Linked DNA regions of Lactuca sativa: all the other regions are linked to region 3. The links are chromatin contacts, called in public Hi-C maps. All regions are on one chromosome and are shown on one strand. Each heading gives the region's core, a stretch centred on a gene start, on an enhancer-like site or on the middle of the called end of the contact. The rest is flanking DNA. Distances are from core to core; before and after follow the strand shown. Region 1 holds the start of LOC111877285 (thiamine thiazole synthase, chloroplastic). Region 2 holds the start of LOC111877284 (protein translation factor SUI1 homolog). Region 3 holds the start of LOC111877286 (DDRGK domain-containing protein 1).

Region 1 (3,113 bases), core at 571-3,070, 150 kb after region 3:
ATTCATTCACAATCACATAAAAAACTCCAAACTCCAAAGTCCCTCTGACAACATACCAACAACCAAACCACCACATCCCAGTACCATTCACAAACCTCTCTCCTTATTTATTCAAACCCTAATTAAACTTCTCCCTAAATTATATACCTCATGACTTAGGCATCCACAGTCTCACCAGAATCAACAGCAGCAAGAATCATCTCTGGATGAACACTTCCCACACTTGTCCCATCCAAAGCATTCGGAAGCCCTAAAGCCCTCAAAGCCAGATGAGCAGCCTTCTGTCCAGATATCATCATAGCCCCAAACGTCGGCCCCTGTTCACATACACCATTTCCACAATCATTTTCAAGAAAAAAAAAAAAAGATGGATTATATTTTATAAATTATAAGTAATCGATTTTAATTAATTACCATTCTTGGAGATCCATCGATCTCTGCAACTTCCATTCCTGTAACAATCATACCAGGAACAATCTCTCTAGTCAACTTCACAATCGCATCTTCAGCAGCGTTCATGTCAAGAGCCTTCATCCCAGGAACACTCTCAATCAATCCAACGCTTCTGAGCCTTTTCACTCCTGTAGCACCCATGGGTCCATCGTGTCCACATGAACTCACAACCACTTTAGCCTCCATTACATTCGGGTCCATGCAGGATTGTGTGTCGTGGTTCATTGCGACTAAAGCCCAGTTAGTTACAACGCCACTGACTCTACCTCCCTTGATGATTAAGTCCTCGGCTGCTACTGCGTTGAAGAGCTTCACGTTTGGCCTGGCTAAGAGCTTGCTCATGATGGTGGAGGTGAAGAGAGCCGCGTGTTTGATGACTACGTAGTCTTCTTGCTCGTCGTACTCGATTTCAAGCTCGTCGAGGAAGAGGTGTGCGGGCTTGCGGACGACCATGGCGGAGAAGAGTTGACCTCCGAGCCATGCTCCACCTCCTGGGCTCACAGATTGCTCGATGATGGCGACCTGTAATTATTCAGAGTTGTAGTATAATTTTATATACGATCGTATCGTAATTAACAAATTAAATAACTTTGATACGCAGATCTTATTTTAGGAAGAAATAATGACATGATGATAAAGACATCCATGTAACCTTCGAAAATCAGAGCATCAGGTATATATACCTCGAAGCAATAAACAACAAAAAAATCATCCAGAAGAAAACAAAAAAAAAATTGCTTCAAATTAAACTATGAATCGGTTGAATCGGAGTTGAATATATGATCATTTGATATGGATAGCATCAGATCGAGCATAAATATCAACAAACGGAATGGAAATGAACTTTTGTTGAATCCATAAAAATCGGAACAAAATAACACCGAATCTGCTAGAAAAAGGAACAGCATGTAATAGATCAAACATGCAGATGTTAAATATAGAGAAACAACTGTAAAAAAGATAAGGTACCTGAACGTCAGGGTTTTTGCTAAGCTCATAAGCACAGGAGAGACCAGCGGAGCCAGCGCCGACTACAACGACATCGGTATCGGCGTAGGTAATCATATCAGTCATGTACCTTCTCGTCATTTCACGAGACACGATCGCTTCCTTGATCGGACTAAAGGTGAACGATCCGAGATCATACGGGGTAGCAGACATGGTGATCGGTGTGTTCTTGCTTTGGTTCGATTTGATTGGTTGGATCCGCGTCGGAGAAGCCACCGGAACGCCATGGAACGATGATTGGTCCAGGAAAGAGGTCCTGGTCTTGGTGGAGAGAGACGAGGCAAAGGTGGTAGCCATGGACGCCATTGTTTAAGAGCTTGAAAGGTTTGTATGAAGAAGGTGAGTGAAGTGTGTCTTAAGCGGTGGTTGAGTACTTGACTTATATAGCAATAGAAAGGTAGTGAAATACTGAAATATCTCGAGAGGCACGTGAGGGTGTGGAGGAGGGATAGGGTGTGAAGGGTCTAGAATTAGTTATGGTGGGGCTCTTTCCTGCAATGTGTGGGCCATGGTGTCTTTTCTTAAAAATTTCAACTTTCATATATTAGAGGGCTGGACCACTAAATTTTCTTTTTTGAGCACTAAGTTGCCCAACTTTTAAATGGGCCCTTTTTAAATAGTTTTATCATTGTCAAACACTTTATTACAAAAATAAAATATATTATTTTAAAGGGCACTATTTTAAATTCAAAATATCTAACAACATTATGTAAGTTGTGTCTGGACCAGTTGACTGATTTGGTTGACCCAGACCCGAGAACCCAGACCCGTTAATGGAAAACCCAATTTTAAAGGGGCTGGTCCAGTTCGATTACATTAGGCCCGGTTTTGGTAAAAAAAACCCGTCATTAGTCATCTTTTGTTTCTTTGTGAAAATTGAATATTTTTAATCTACGATATATGGTCATTTGATTCCTATTTTGACCATTTTACCTCTATGTTATGTAGAGAGTTGTTTTGGTTTAACACACCTCAAAAAGCACACTTTAAAATTGTATTCTTGACAAATTTCATGATCTTATATTTCATGTTTCATATACTTGAATCTCACATTTGTAAACTTGTCCAAATTTGTTCAACAAATTTTCATATTCTCGGTTTTCTTATCAGTCGACCATCTTATCCAAGTATTGTCATGTGACCACATAAACTACTTCGGCAGGAGTGGCACTCGCTTTTAAAAACAATTTGATTCATGGATGGATGAAAATTCATGATTTGTGAAGTAGTGATGTAAATAAACCGAACGTTTGGTGAACCATACAACTAGATTTCCATTTATTCAATATAAGAACTAACAAGAACAAAATTGGGTTGGTTCAGTTAAACGAACAAACATAAAAGAAATCTTGTTTGCTCACATATGTTCTTGAACCTTCGATTATGTTCGTTTATTACTGGTTGTTTATGCTTGATCATATATGTTCGTTTATGTTCGCTCGCTTATGTTTTTTTATAAAGGATACTTTTGTAAATATGTATTAGCACAATGCAATAAAACGCCAAAAGGTTAAAAGTTAAAACATTCATTGGAAGTGTAGGTTAGAATGCCTCAATGGCTCAAACTTATGAACCATTTATCAGTGTTTGGATGTTTATGTTTATTTATATTCGTTTAACATTTTCACGAATGAACATTAACAGACATTAAC
Region 2 (2,988 bases), core at 132-2,631, 200 kb after region 3:
TAAAAGCAAAAATAAAATAATAATAATAACAATAAGCTTGTAAGATTTTAAAAAAATAAAAGTAAAAACCTGGCCTAGTTCAGGATCTTGAACAACAGTGCCATTACAGCAAAACTCCTTTTTAAGGTCCTTCAAAATCTTATTGTAGCTAAAATCTTTTTTCAACCCTTGAACAGTTGTCAAGCTTTTTCTACCATTTCTCTGTTGAACACGAATATGAACGTATTCTTTTGATCCAGCACCAGAGTCCTCAGCATTAGCTTCAGCAAACGGGTCTTTTGAAACAAAAAAATAAAGATTAAAAATTTACCTTCAAGATTTGGAAAAATCAGTATTAACAATGTAAGATTTTTTGTTGAGATGAAAGAACTTACCAAAAGCAGTGGGAATCTGGAGGTCGAGGTCAGACATGAAAGTTTCCTGGTAAAGTGAAATGGAAACCGAAGCTTTTCTTAACACAAGTGTTGCTTAGATCTGTATAAAGATCAAAAGGAGACTATAGCTTTAAAAGATGGAGTCATGGTATAAACAACTCTAAGATACATGATAATCAAGTTCATGAAGAAATATAATGAACTTTATTATTCAGACGACAAATAATAAGTTTATATCACTAAACATCTACAAATAAAATACCCAAAATGAGAAGAATATCTGAGAAAATTTGGTAAATGTCACGATAACTGTGGTGGCTTTATCATCTTCCATCTTTACACACACACACAGAAATACTGACATAAGTTGATTGAAGAACATGCTTGAGAGTTGAGAGATTTGATTTTGTAAAATAATCGTATTTAGTTATCTAATTATCTTGTGGGATGCCAAGATGATCAAAAGAACCAAGAAGAAAAAACAAGAATCTCTAGTTCTATATTGGTGGTATGATCGAAATCTTTCTTTTTGAAAATGGGTCTTGCATCAATATCGTACTTCTACAACCCATGGATACAAGGAATCAATCTTAACATATATAATAAACACAAAAACCCTAAAATCGCAATCGATGGAATAAGCGAAGACTGTTAATCAGAAATACATACAAGAATCAAGTAATCTTCACAAAAAAACAGCTTCAGCGGTAAACAAAAAGAGATCAACAGTAAAAATTAGGGAAAACCCAAATAAAAAACCTAATTCATCAGAGGATTGCAGTTCATTTAGAATATGATTATGTCAGGGCAAAGAAAATCAATGATAAATTATTGAACTATATCTCAAATACCTGGCAAACGATTAGGGTTCTGAATGAGGGCACACCAAGGGAGAGAAGAAACCCTAAAAAGTCCGGACAAATCCAAGCAGGCGAGTTAAGTCGGTTCGATCACAAGTGAAGAAAAGAAGCAAAGTAGCGACGAATTCATCTTTATCTTTATGGAAGAATATATTTATAATCATAGTCCCTGAACTATCTTACAACATTCAACTTCATTCTATCTTTTAAAACTAAAACCATCTCCGACCCTAAACAATTTTCATATATTAAAGACAAAACTGCATAAATGGTCCCTGTGGTCAGCTGAAAATTGCCACTTTGGTCCAAAAAAGTTTGGACTAGCACCAGAAGTCCAAACTTTTTATTTTGTTGCGAATTTGGTCCAATTTGTTTTAAACTTTTTTATAATGACACTATTGCCCTTACTTTTTGTTTTTCTCTTTTTATTTATTTATTTAACTACATTTATGATTACAAGAAAATAAAAAAGACAAAACTGCATAAATGGTCCCTATGGTTAGCTGAAAATTGCCACTTTGGTCCAAAAAGGTTTGGACTAGCACCAGAGGTCCAAACTTTTCAATTTGTTGCGATTTTAGTCCAAAATTTTTGAAACATTTTATAATGACGGATTTATCCTTTATTATTTTATTTTATAATTTTCTTTTATTATAGAAATTAAAAACCAATTAAAAATAAAACAAAAATAATATTCTCTCTCTCTCTCTCTCTCTCGATCTCGACAAACTTTTTTTTGGGGGGTGTGTTAATTTCTCACCGGCAAACATAAACCCTCCATCCCCTTCTTCTTCAAGACAAATCCTCACCTTATCTTCTTCTAGACAAATCCAAAAAAATTTCACCCTTCTCCTTCGATTTACGTTATCTCGCCGGAAAAAATGTTCGATGGGATGTAACTGGTTCGCAACACCGCTGGAAAACAAGCTCGATGGAATGTATCTTGATCTACAAACTCCGACACCAAAAACCTAATCATCAGGCAGTGAAAACCTAACCCTGAAAGATTAAGGCGGTGGCGGCGAAGCTGGAAACTCAAGTGACAAAGAGTTCAGCGAGATCGTTATCTTCGTTTATTTGGTTGATTTAGACTCCGTCGGTGCTAGAAACTTGAGAGCCAAATGGAGGCTACCACCATCGTCTTCATCATTTGGGACTACCTTCACAACGCCGACATTTATCTGTTAACCCTTGCTTCGATCTTCGATCTCGCCGCCTCCGTCTAGATCTGTAAACGTTAATGTCTTCACAATATCTCCGATCTAGGGTTTTGGTTTTCCGAGGGTGGGTCTAAGACTGATTTGAAAATCGGATAACCACCATAGTTGCTAGCCTAAAAAACCTTAGTTCAGGGAAAGTGTAGATGAGTCATGTGTTTAATCAGATCTTGAACAGATGTGTCTGTCTGGTCTCATTTGTGTTTAATCATTTCTAGGTTCATCAGAGTATGTGTGTACTATGAGCTATGTTCATATGTTTGTGTTCTTGTACATAAGATTTCTAGGCTTTTAATGTGTTCTTGTATGTTAGATTTCCTGAATTTTTGTCTGTGTTTATCTGGAGAGACGAAGAGTTGTGTATGTGTGTGTTGTTCGTCGGAGCTAGGTAAACTTTCCGATGACTAAAGTTTCCGACGATTAGGTTTACAAAGGAAGCATCAATGTCGGCGGCGGTGGTGTTGACCGGTATTGACAGCGGCGGTGACGTTGACTAGTGGTGGTGGTCTTTTGCGTTGTGAGTGTGTGTGTGTGAGA
Region 3 (2,831 bases), core at 261-2,760:
TAAAAACTTGATCCAAAACAAAATATATATACCTTGATGTACTCCACAAAATCAAAAAGCAAGCCTTGGGTCCCATCTTGAACTTCATTTTCAGTAGTACCTTCAGCATCTACTGAAAATTCTCCTTTCCATTTCTCAAACTCTAAGGCTGCAGCTTCCTCCTCTTTCGCCTTTCTGGCCTCAGCTTCCTCTTCCTTTATCCAACAGTTCAAATTTATTTAGCAAAAAACCAAATCATGAAAAAAAAAAAGATGTGAAAAGTAAAAGATAGAAATCAACCAGCATACGCTCTCTTGCTTCATGTTCTTCATCCTTCCTCCTTCTTATTTCTGCATAACGATCTTGTTTTGTATTTCTTGACTCCCTTGCAGCCTCTTCAGCCTTCAAGTTGGAAATATAACCACAATTTTACTAATTATTTTGGAATCTTTTAAAAAAAAAGAATCAAGAAACATGATCTGAATAAGATCTTGGGAATAAAGAAGTTGAGGAGAGTTTTAAGAGAATATCGAAGCACCTGGCGTTGTGCTTGGCCTTCCTCTCTCTTCCTTCCTTTCTTCTTTGATGTCTTTGCATTGTAATATTCACCTTCAACAGCTTCTTCATCACTTCCATCTTCAGTTTCTGCTTAAATCCATGATTCTTATTGCTATTGTTGTTCTTGTTATTATTCTAATTATTGTTAAAGTGATTGAATCGCAAACCTTCTTCAGCTTGTGGTGGAGCAGAAGATGTGCTTGCTGCAGAAGTATTCCTTCTACGCATCCTGCTACGAGCACCAGTAGGTCGCACAACAGTTTCCCTTTGCTGAATCTGTTTATGTTTTAAGAAATTGAAAATAAGTGCTACTTCGAGAATAATTAACATGTTAAGATCACGAGGGATTGAAAATCATAATCAAACACCACAATTGTTTGTAAACCCTAACCTGAGGTTCTTCTTGTTCGTCGTGAGACTGCGGGACCTGACGGCGTTTCCATAGGTAAAGTGGAATTAAAGCAACAATAAGAAGCATCGAAAGGATTGCAACGAACATGTCCTCCATCTTATCTGTGCTCAGATTAACAAGTATCAGTTCAATAATTTTCCAAACAGTTAATAAAACGAGTACGCATTTGTCTGAATTAATCAAGCCAAATATACTTCAAACACGCAATAGAGATTCTGAAATTAAAAGTTCTGAAACATAAGTAAAGCAATTGAATTCAAGAACCGCATAATCAATGAATTATGAAAAGGAAATGAAGTGTATTGATGATTAATTCTACAAACGCTTTAGGGCTTACCCACGAAATTTCTGGAAGAAAGTACCTTGATACGATCACTACAAACAAGCTATATTAGCAGTAAGTAATGAAATTGTGCAATAGTTTCGATTATGAACTTCAATAAGCTTCAATAATCGTCTCCGAATTCTGCAAAAACATGTTCGAATGAAAATAGCAATCGGATCTTTCGATCAGAGTATTATCCGGAAATTGTTGTTTCAAAGTAATTGAAACCGTATTTCGGACGGATCTTTGCCCGATTCAGTTTTGAATTCAATTTAACAAAACTGATCCGGCCGTATTGGGCCTCAATGGGCTTCTAGTATGCATATCGCCATATCGGATTCGGCATACCAAGGTGCATTAATTCAAAATTATTTTTACACGTTTTAATAAACTAATCATCCAAAAAGGTTAATCGTTTATAGTGTTATGCTCTCCTAATCTATTCGTTGTTTGTTTGACATAAGGAGTAACTTTGGATATGTATAAAAAAAACTAAAAATAAAGCTAAAAATAAAAGAAAAAATTATTCGAAGTAACTTTTGACTTATAACCTTTTATTTAATATAAACTAGGGAAGATGCTCATGCGCGGAGCATTAGAAAGTGTTTTTTTTTTCCGTTTCATTGTATAAATGGAATGCATTTATTGCAACCAAACATGCACTGAAATGGAATCTCATATTACATTTACAATTATGCTAGAATTCATTAGCCAAACAAACCCTAGAAGCATAAAGGGACAAATGAATATATAAATGAAACATTACTTTCTTATCACATGTTCCAGATAGTTGGAGAGTGAATCCAACAACAAAATCCATGGACTTCTGAATTTTGATCCTAAGCCTTCACCACAGTGACAATATATCAAGCTAAGATTGATGAATTTAAAGAATGAGTTGCCACTAAACAATGGGGAAAGCCACATATTTGCAAGAGAATTTGTCCTTTTTCTTCATCCTGGTCAACATCTTTTCATTGTTGGAGTCAATGTTGTCCTACTTGCTTTATCATCATCAGTTCGACTTATCAGCCCAAGTTATACAATCTGCAAGATAGATAATATACGTTACATAAACTTCATCTGCATTTAATAGGAACAACATGATCTGCAACCTTAGTAGTCGGTGCGGTCATTCATTTTTAATTTGTGTTTGTTAATAAAAATTATGGTAAAACTTAAAAGACTCAAAGTAACTCACCATTTTCCTTTTAACCTCTTCAATCTCCTTTAGATGTGATAAATTTACCTTCTCTTTATAATATATTTCCTTGTACCCAGGTCCACCCAATTTTATCTGTGAAAAAAAAACTAAATTCTTAACTTAATTTCCAAATTTATGTCTATATCTAAATAAAAATCCAGATTAAAAATAGCCCTAGAAATCTTGTGATACCTACGTAACTGGGAAGACTTGAAATGTAAAATGTAATGATTTTTTTTTTTTTTTTTTTTTTTACTTTCAACCTCTATCAACAGAATAGTCATTAAGCCAATGTTGTATTCATATTTTAAGTTTCATGGAGAACTATTTCGTTAGAGTATAACTCTTGTCTC

What was found. A called contact is a pair of places that touch in the nucleus more often than the background predicts.
Region 1: a contact with region 3 is called in a Hi-C map of seed, with 5 times the contacts expected there. The contact joins the promoter of LOC111877285 here to the promoter of LOC111877286 in region 3. A contact is called at or near these places in 3 of 4 Hi-C or Micro-C datasets (leaf and seed).
Region 2: a contact with region 3 is called in a Hi-C map of leaf, with 4 times the contacts expected there. The contact joins the promoter of LOC111877284 here to the promoter of LOC111877286 in region 3. A contact is called at or near these places in 2 of 4 Hi-C or Micro-C datasets (both in leaf).

The regions. Positions count from the first base shown.
Region 1 is chr7:196,273,100-196,276,212 of Lsat_Salinas_v11, reverse strand. LOC111877285 (thiamine thiazole synthase, chloroplastic) reads right to left here and starts at 1,820. Exons shown (of 3, transcript XM_023873807.2): 1 at 1,423-1,820; 2 at 415-975; 3 at 1-317. The coding sequence starts at 1,767. The coding sequence ends at 156.
Region 2 is chr7:196,222,020-196,225,007 of Lsat_Salinas_v11, reverse strand. It overlaps LOC111877284 (protein translation factor SUI1 homolog), which reads right to left and starts at 1,381. Exons shown (of 5, transcript XM_023873806.3): 1 at 1,226-1,381; 2 at 375-474; 3 at 70-275. The coding sequence starts at 411.
Region 3 is chr7:196,425,489-196,428,319 of Lsat_Salinas_v11, reverse strand. LOC111877286 (DDRGK domain-containing protein 1) reads right to left here and starts at 1,510. Exons shown (of 9, transcript XM_023873809.2): 1 at 1,312-1,510; 2 at 929-1,050; 3 at 705-813; 4 at 518-624; 5 at 280-381; 6 at 33-194. The coding sequence starts at 1,045.